Regions from separate parts of the Gossypium hirsutum genome. Here region 1 is linked to region 2. A link is a contact called in public Hi-C data. All regions are on one chromosome and are shown on one strand. Each heading gives the region's core, a stretch centred on a gene start, on an enhancer-like site or on the middle of the called end of the contact. The rest is flanking DNA. Distances are from core to core; before and after follow the strand shown.

Region 1 (3,938 bases), core at 930-3,429, 100 kb before region 2:
AGTTGGAAGGCAAAAAAAAAAATTGCCTTAATTTTTTGGAGGAATCCATTTACACTCTTTTTGTACAATTAATATTTTAATGATTTAACATTGAATTTATTGATATAATTGTACTTTCCATACATATAAATTCTTAAATCGATCTTATATCTCTATTATATCTATTTAAAATACTTTCTATATATTAATATATTGAAATTTTTTTATATAAAATAAATTGTTAAGAAATTTTAATTTACATCAAAATAAACATGCATGTCTATATGAATAAAATATTAAATTCAACGATGGATTATTAACTATTACATATCTTCATCATTATGTAGCTCAGTGATGTTTTTTCCTTATGTTCAAGATATTTGCACCTTCAATTTGAATATAACTAAAGTCATCACATTAATGTCATTGTATTTTTTCTTGTAGAACTCCCTTACACTCTTAACTTTGCAAGTTTTCTATTTGCATCAAACTTTTTCCTTCTCTTAGTCAACTTCGTGAATGCTCTATTAAAGTTATGAGCAAGTAAAAACTCTTACAATTCTTCTATGGGAGATTTACCCTTAATTGTAACTAGAGCTAAAGCTTACAAAACAATATTTTTCTCGCCTTTGACTTTGTTTTTTCATTATCTTATCAAGATTCATTTTAAAAGTTGGTAATAAACTTCTGAGCTCATCAATTCTCAATTTGTCTATCTCCTTTACCTTTTTAATTGTAGTAATTTTGATTGTAATTTTCTTAAATAAAGTCAAAACACCTTCTCAAGCTTCAAATTTAAGTATTCTTTATCCAAGTGTATAGGTTTGGCTCTTTAATTAAAATAATATAAATTTAAAAATTAATTACCCAAATTATTTACGAGAACAATACTTTTTGAACCGTGGTATAAATGTTTGGCACCAAATCGCCATTTTAAAGGGTGATTTGAATAATTTTTTTTTCAATGTCATGTTAGTACGAAGGAGGCAATAATCTGAATCAATCAACAGGCTTAAACCCTATTTAATTTCCCCATTAAAATCCCATCCCCCTTCAATCCCCTATGTAAAAGCCCAGCACTATTTTTAAACTAGTGCGAAAAAAATCACAAACAATTTTTCTCATCATTAATTTTACTTAAGCTACTTTTCTCTATTTTCCATTTCTTTTAAAGACAAGTTTTGTCAACTTCAACAATCGACTTACAATTAAGAAAATGTTCAGAATAAATGATGAAAGATTTTTTTTTTCCTGGCACTGGTTGGTAAGCTTGGTTGTATGCATCAAGTGTTTGTAGCCTAATCTTAGTTCCCGACGTTTACTCTTGCATCGCAACCAACCATGACTGAAGTCGCCTTACTCGTAACTTTTCCAATTCTACATTTGGCATCAACATATGGCTAGTTAATATATCTGAATATTCCGAGAACTTATGTGTATGCGCTGCAACAGGGTTGACATTTAACATATGGGCCGAGAGTTTGTTCCGTATAACAATGCCACTAGCAAGCTGCCTAGACTAAGGGACATCATCATAATCATTGCCCTCTTCTTCATCTTTGACGTCATCAGGAACCGCATTAGCATGGGGGTCACTGAATTCATCTACCTCCGTATCAAGTTCCTCACCGTGATTAGGAGCTTTTGCACTATCCTCTTGAATCCCTAATTCAGATTGAAAACCACATATCAATGGTTGTATCTCGTAAGATGCACCTAGATTAGGGGTGCTATACGTACCAAGTGAATAATATGGATTGCCTTCAAATGTCAATATTGCACCATATTTATACGTTTCTATTAAACCAACGTTAATATCAAAGTTGTAATCGCATACAGTACATGGTCTACCCACTAAAAATTTTAGTGTTTTCATATACAAGTCTTGAGCACCATATTATTAATTTAATGGTGTGGGATTTTGAAAAATAACTCTAATATCACCGTTCAATCTTTACAAATATCTATTTATATATATAGATAGATGTATCTCAAGTACTTGCCTCAAATTTATCCTTGTTACTTATATTGGGAAACGAATATGAAACGCATTTTATGTTTTCCTTTCATGTCATTAAGTACGAAGAAGTTTGCATATGGCTGGCCACTCAAATAATTATCTTTTTAAGAGTGCTACTTACATTACGCCAGAAAAAGAAAATCCAAATCGGCCCAGCCTATAACCTGTTGTAGAATCAGAATGGATAGGAGGGACTATTAGCCTAACAAGTTTGACCCTTGTTATTGCTGGGCTCTAAATAGTGGCTGTACTATATGTTTAAATTTGTTGTTTTGTAATTGAATTCATGTAATAATCTATACCAAGGCACGCGTGTACAATGCCATCTCATTATAAGTTTATGGTCAATTTACAATTTTGATCTCTCTTTTATACTATTTAACATTTATATTTTTTTGGAAGAAAAAGTTATTCGGTAACTTCATAAATTTATAAGAATTCACCATTACAAAGTCCTGTAGCACGTAAAAAAGAGTGTCGAAACTGTCTCTAAAAAAAGAAAAGTTGAAATTGTGGTTATTTAAAAAATATGTTAGTGTGGAGCTCAAATTTTGTATTTTTGTATTTTTTTTACCAATTTTATATTTTTTTAATTTATATTTTATATGTTTTTAATTTTTAATTTAAACTTTATACGGATTTCATTTTATTTTTTGGTTTCACCTACCAATTTTTATATGTTTTTTAATTTAAATTTTATGTATTTCTATAATAATCTCTAACTTGTGGGTAAATTTTGTTGAATATTTTTAGAATTAAGATTAAATTGATAAAATGTATAAAATGTTAAAATGTTAAAAATTAAATTTATTATTTCACCAATTAAAATATGATTGCATCAGCATTGTATCTAGTGACCAAAGGTATTTAACTGTAGGTTAACTAAAAACTTACAACTTATCTAAAAAAAAACTAAAATAACAAGTTTTTTAAATGAGTAACCAAAATAAAAATACAGATAAACTTGAGTGATTATTTAAGTAGTTTATCCTAAAAAAAATTATAACATACCAAAATATTTTCTTTTCTTATTTTTGGATAATTGATAAATAGTGGACTTTTCATTCCATTACGAGAAACTATTGCATGCCCCAAATCAGTGTAAGATATTGTTGGAACATAGGATGCCAATGCTATAATATTGTCTCGCAAACAATGACTTCTACAATCAAAATATTAAGCCGAAACGCGTGCTAAACAGTGATGATGAGTTGATGGGGCTGCGGTAAAAGGTTGTTTCATCAAATTTTTTTATGTAATAAAAAAATAAATATTTCTTTTCAGCACCAAACTAATTACCTTTTTTGATGCCTCTCCTTACATTTCCTTGTTTGTTGCTTCATTAAAGCTTTAGATTTGATCGTTTTAGGTGAAAGCTTTGTCAGTTTAGATATACAAAGATTTCAGTTCCAACACTAAAATATAACAATAGTTTATTCTTATGCAAAAACAAAACCAAATATTATAAAAATATATTTTACTCTGAACTAACATGATTTTATGTTTCATGTCTCTATTTTATTTTATTTTAACTATATTTTATATAACTATATCGTGTTTAAAATTATCAAAGATTATTGGACATGGTTAGAATACATTTGACTTTGAAATTGAAAAAAAAAATTGTTGGTAACTATATGAAGTGAGGTGACGAAGACGAAGATGAAAGGGGAAGTGGTGGGTAGTGGTGAGAGATATCATATCAAATGATATCAAAGTAAGGTAAATAATATGGGAATGGGATCCCACATCGTCCCTTCCTAATAATAACCCTTTTAGGACCCACCAATAAAGGGGTGGTGGAGGTGAAGGAAAAAATCTTACACCAAGTTTTGGGTTGTCTTTTTCTTCTTTCTTTGTTTTTGACTTTTTTTTTTTTTTGAAAATTTCCATGGCTCCTTTTAAGCTTATACGAATTAAGTGCTGAATTTCAAAGGTA
Region 2 (4,277 bases), core at 576-3,075:
TCTTTTATGGGAAAAGTTGGCACCTCCCGTATCTCTATTATATGACTCACAAGTCTCATTTTGCGTGGTTAATAGCCAAACTTACAATGGAAAGAAAAGGCATATTTGAATAATATATGAATCTGTAATACACTTAATAAAAAATAGAGTACTCGTTTTAGAGTACATGATGTCTGAAAGGAACCTAATTGATCCACTAACCAAAGGGTTTAGTAGGAAAATGGTTCTTGATTCGTTGAGGGGGATGTTTCTTAAACCTAGTGGTTAAGTAATTCATGGTGGATACCCATTTAGTTTCCTAAGTTCAATGTGGTTAAAAGAAACCATGGAAAGACTCATAGTGTACATTTTACCTATCTCTATGGCGAACGATGTACATGCATAAGGTTTAGTTATTACTTTTAATGAATTCATAGCCTAGAGTTTGGGCGGTATTATTAAGACAGACTTGATGAATTTACTGACGTGTAAGGTTGAGTTTCTTACTCTTAATGAGTTCATATACTAGAGTTTGGGTGGTCCTATTGAGATGGACTTGATGAATTCACCAAACTTAAATTTGAGAGGATGAGCTTAATAAAATGCTCTTAATGATTTCATAGCCCTTATTTCGGTTGGTCTATATTGAGATAGACTTGATGAAATTACTTACGTAAGTGTGAAGAACTAGCCACCTTCTAAGAAAGATATTGGGCAATCTTTCTAAGCACTTACCAACATCCCAAGATGTATTGCCTAAGACATGTTGATCTATCGCGGAACATCAATTGGTTCTGAGATTAGTCGTGCGTCATGAGTTAATCCTTATCTTAACAAGTTCAAGATTCGTTCACTTGTTAAAGAGAAGAATCACTCATTTCTCTATGTATTAGTTCAAATCCACAAGATACTAGTGCTTAAGCGGCTAATTTTGCTATTGCTCTTCTTGTGTCTTACCTTTTTCTTATGTTTACAAAATTTTATGATTCTTTTCCATTTGTGAGGGAAAGTTGGTAATGCAAAAGAAAAGGACAATCCCACATTGGTTAGGCATAAGCTTTTAAAAGGGTTTATGAATAGACTTGACTCTTTTTCTCACTTAGTAATTGGAGCTAAAGGTCTAACACACGCGCATTGCTGCCCAGCCCAATTCGTGCCTATATTTTATATTTTTGCCTCTACGATTTTACTACTTTACCCTTCAAAAAACTGTATGAATAAAGGGTCAGTTCTCTCATTTTTCATAACACAAAAAACAAAGAAAATACAATTCTCTCATTTCTCTCATTCTTACTCTCTAAAATTTCGATGTTTTATTAAATTACATTATTGTGATATTTCATCTAAGAGATTGGGTTTTAAGCGGGATTGTCTATGATTCCTCCAATATTTCTTGGGAACTGAACCTATTATGGTTTATCCGAATTTTTTTCAGTTTATTTCCCGATTCTTTTGAGAAAAGCAATTCCAATCGTTGTTTCACCTTATCTATATGGGTGATCGAATATAAAAGTACTATGTTAACCTTGCGGGGGTGATGTAAGTTACTTTTTTTTGGATAAAAAGACCCAAAGGTCAATATCATTTTATAGCATCCCGTAAAATAAAATCATGAATTTCCGAAGGATAATCCATATCAAAATCTGTAATACAATTCTGGACATTAGCCCAATTACAAAGACTATCCGCAACTTTGTTACAACCACGCGGGGTCCAAACAAAACTAAAGCTAAAATTACAGCACTGTTTTAGCTTATTAATGATGTACTTGATGCAATGACCCATAGTAGAATAGTCAATTTTTATTTTATTGAGTCGGTTGATGAATCCCACACAATCCGACTCAAAAATCAGCTTGGTCCAACTTTTAGTCTGGGCAAAAATAATGCTCTCCTCTGGCGCATGCAGCTCGGCGCATTCGGCTTGAACTTTCTTCTCCAGCACACCCGCTTGACCGCCGAGAACAAAGCCTTCATGGTCCCTCGCCACAATACCGAAGCAGATCTTCCTCCTATTCATATTAGCGTCGAAATTAATTTTAACCGTCCCTTAGTCAGGCTTCCGCCAGCTCTGCTCTCTCTCTAGTTTCAGAATCATCAGGCACTCTAAAAAGTTGAATATACGGAAATCACGACTTAAAGTAGCAGTACTGTCCCAGGTCACCATGGCATCGTCCTCCTTGTCATGGAAAACTTTATTATTCCGACTATTCCAAATGTTCCACAGCACCGTAATCAAGTCAGAGAGCGCCTTCTTATCCAGCATGCGAGCCACATCCTCGAGCCAATCCACACATCTACTGTAAGTGCCTTCGAGAACTTTATTATTTAAACCACCATAAACCAAGACCGCCCTAGCCCTCGGGCAATCTCTCATAGCATGGATGAGGGTCTCCTTGTCGCTCTCACATCTCGGGCAATTGCTATTAACCTCCTTCCGAATGCTAGAAATTTTCTCATACGAAGGGAAAATATCATGCCCTAAATGCCAGCAAAAAATCTTAATTTTCGGGAGGGTTTGAATTTTCCAGGCCAATCTCCAAAAGTTCCTATGAGGGCCATACCCCACATGCTTCAGCGTCAACCAAGAGTAAACAGACTTGGTAGAATAGTAACCAAAGGGGTTATGGTACCAGATATAATAATCATCAGGACTATTATGGAAAAGGGGGATTTTACATATTTGGTCCCCCAAAAAATCACCGTAGATCTCAAAAATCCTACTCTTGTTCCAACTGACTTTTTCATTATTCAATAGGTCACTCACCTTGTTCACTTGGACCGCTTGTCTATCAAGCCTGATTGAGGCACCCGAAAGCCCTTCGAATCCCCAATTGTCACGCCAAATGTCAATCTTATCCCCCAACCCACGGTCCAACCAAAACCCTCATACAAAATACTCGCGGCTTTAGAAATGCTCTGCCACGGGAAAGAGGGTTTATCAACCTGCTTCGAATGAAGGACATCTCCGTCCAGGAAATATTTTTCCCTCAGCACTCTATAGCAGAGCGTGTCTCTACAGCTCATAAGGCGCCACACCTGCCTTCCAAGCAAAGCCACATTAAAGCGCCGAAGGTCCCTGAACCCAAGACCCCCATATCTGTAAGGAAACACATACAGTCCCACGAGAGCATATGCCAGCTTCTATTACGATCTTTTCCACCCCACCAGACCCAAGCAACCATAGACTGAAGGTCCTCCAAAACGCTATTTGGGGTATAGAAAACCAAGAAAGCATAAGAAGGGATGGCTTGAAGAATCGACTTGATGAATATTTCTTTCCCACCGTAGGATAAAAGCCTCTTGGACCAGCTATTAATCCTATTAGCCATGTAATCCAATATACTTTTGAACGCTTCAGACTTCTTCTTACCAACCGGGATAGGAAGGCCCAGATAAGCATCAAGACTAGTCACCACTTTCATCTTAAGTAATCTGCTAAGACTTTTGCGCTGGGAAGCAAGGGTGTTGGGGCTAAAATACACCATGGATTTTTCGAAGTTGATGCGTTGACTCGACATTCGTTCAATGGTTTCCAGGATCTTTGTGAACGCCAGCACTTCACTTTGTTTATTCCTAACAAACAAAAGGGCATCATCAGCAAAGAAGAGATGATTAATCTTGGGGCCATTAATATTAGCTCGGATGCCCTTAATAGTATGAGACTCTTGCGCATGAATAAGCATATGAGAAAGGGTATCCATACAGAAGAGGAACAAATAAGGAGAAAGAGGGTCCCTTTGCCGGAGCCCCCTCTCCAAGATAACAACATCAGAAAGATACTTATTGCATTTAACCCTATAATGGACAGTACACACACAATCCATGATTTTATTAATCCAAACAGAGGGTCATAAGCTTTGCTCATATCGAGCTTGACCACACATCATTTATTCGGGCTATTTTTTGAGCAGCTACGGAGATAGTGCACGAGCTCATGGGCCATTAAAACATTGTCGTGGATCATCCGATTAGGGACAAAAGCGCTTTAGTTTTGGCTTATGCACAGATAGAGGACCTCCTTAAGCCGATTAGCAAGAGTCTTTGCAACCATTTTGTAGATCACCCTGCAAAGACTGATGGGACGGAAGTTAGCCATTTCACAAGGATTTTTAATCTTTGGGATCAAAACAATTAAAGTTTCATTAACACAACCGACACTTTTCTCGCCCTTAAGAATATCATGGCATAATTTCAGGACGTCATCTCCCACCGTGGACCAATGATCCTTAAAAAACTCTCTGAGAGCCCATCGATCCCAGGTGCCTTATGCTGATCCATTTGTTTAAAAGCCCTCAC

What was found. A called contact is a pair of places that touch in the nucleus more often than the background predicts.
Region 1: a Hi-C map of leaf shows a contact between it and region 2, with 3 times the contacts expected there. The contact joins two enhancer-like sites. A contact is called at or near these places in 6 of 34 Hi-C or Micro-C datasets (leaf and an unstated tissue).

Annotation. Positions count from the first base shown.
Region 1 is chrA11:16,494,657-16,498,594 of Gossypium_hirsutum_v2.1, reverse strand. No RefSeq gene overlaps it. Among protein-coding and RNA genes, the nearest start is that of LOC107924202, 14 kb to the right of the region's middle. Within about 2 kb of position 2,179, at least 3 of the 9 cell types and tissues checked have an H3K27ac peak or open chromatin away from gene starts, as enhancers often do. A contact at or near this core is called in leaf, where this site is marked.
Region 2 is chrA11:16,392,634-16,396,910 of Gossypium_hirsutum_v2.1, reverse strand. No RefSeq gene overlaps it. Among protein-coding and RNA genes, the nearest start is that of LOC107922985, 8.6 kb to the right of the region's middle. Within about 2 kb of position 1,825, at least 5 of the 9 cell types and tissues checked have an H3K27ac peak or open chromatin away from gene starts, as enhancers often do. A contact at or near this core is called in leaf, where this site is marked.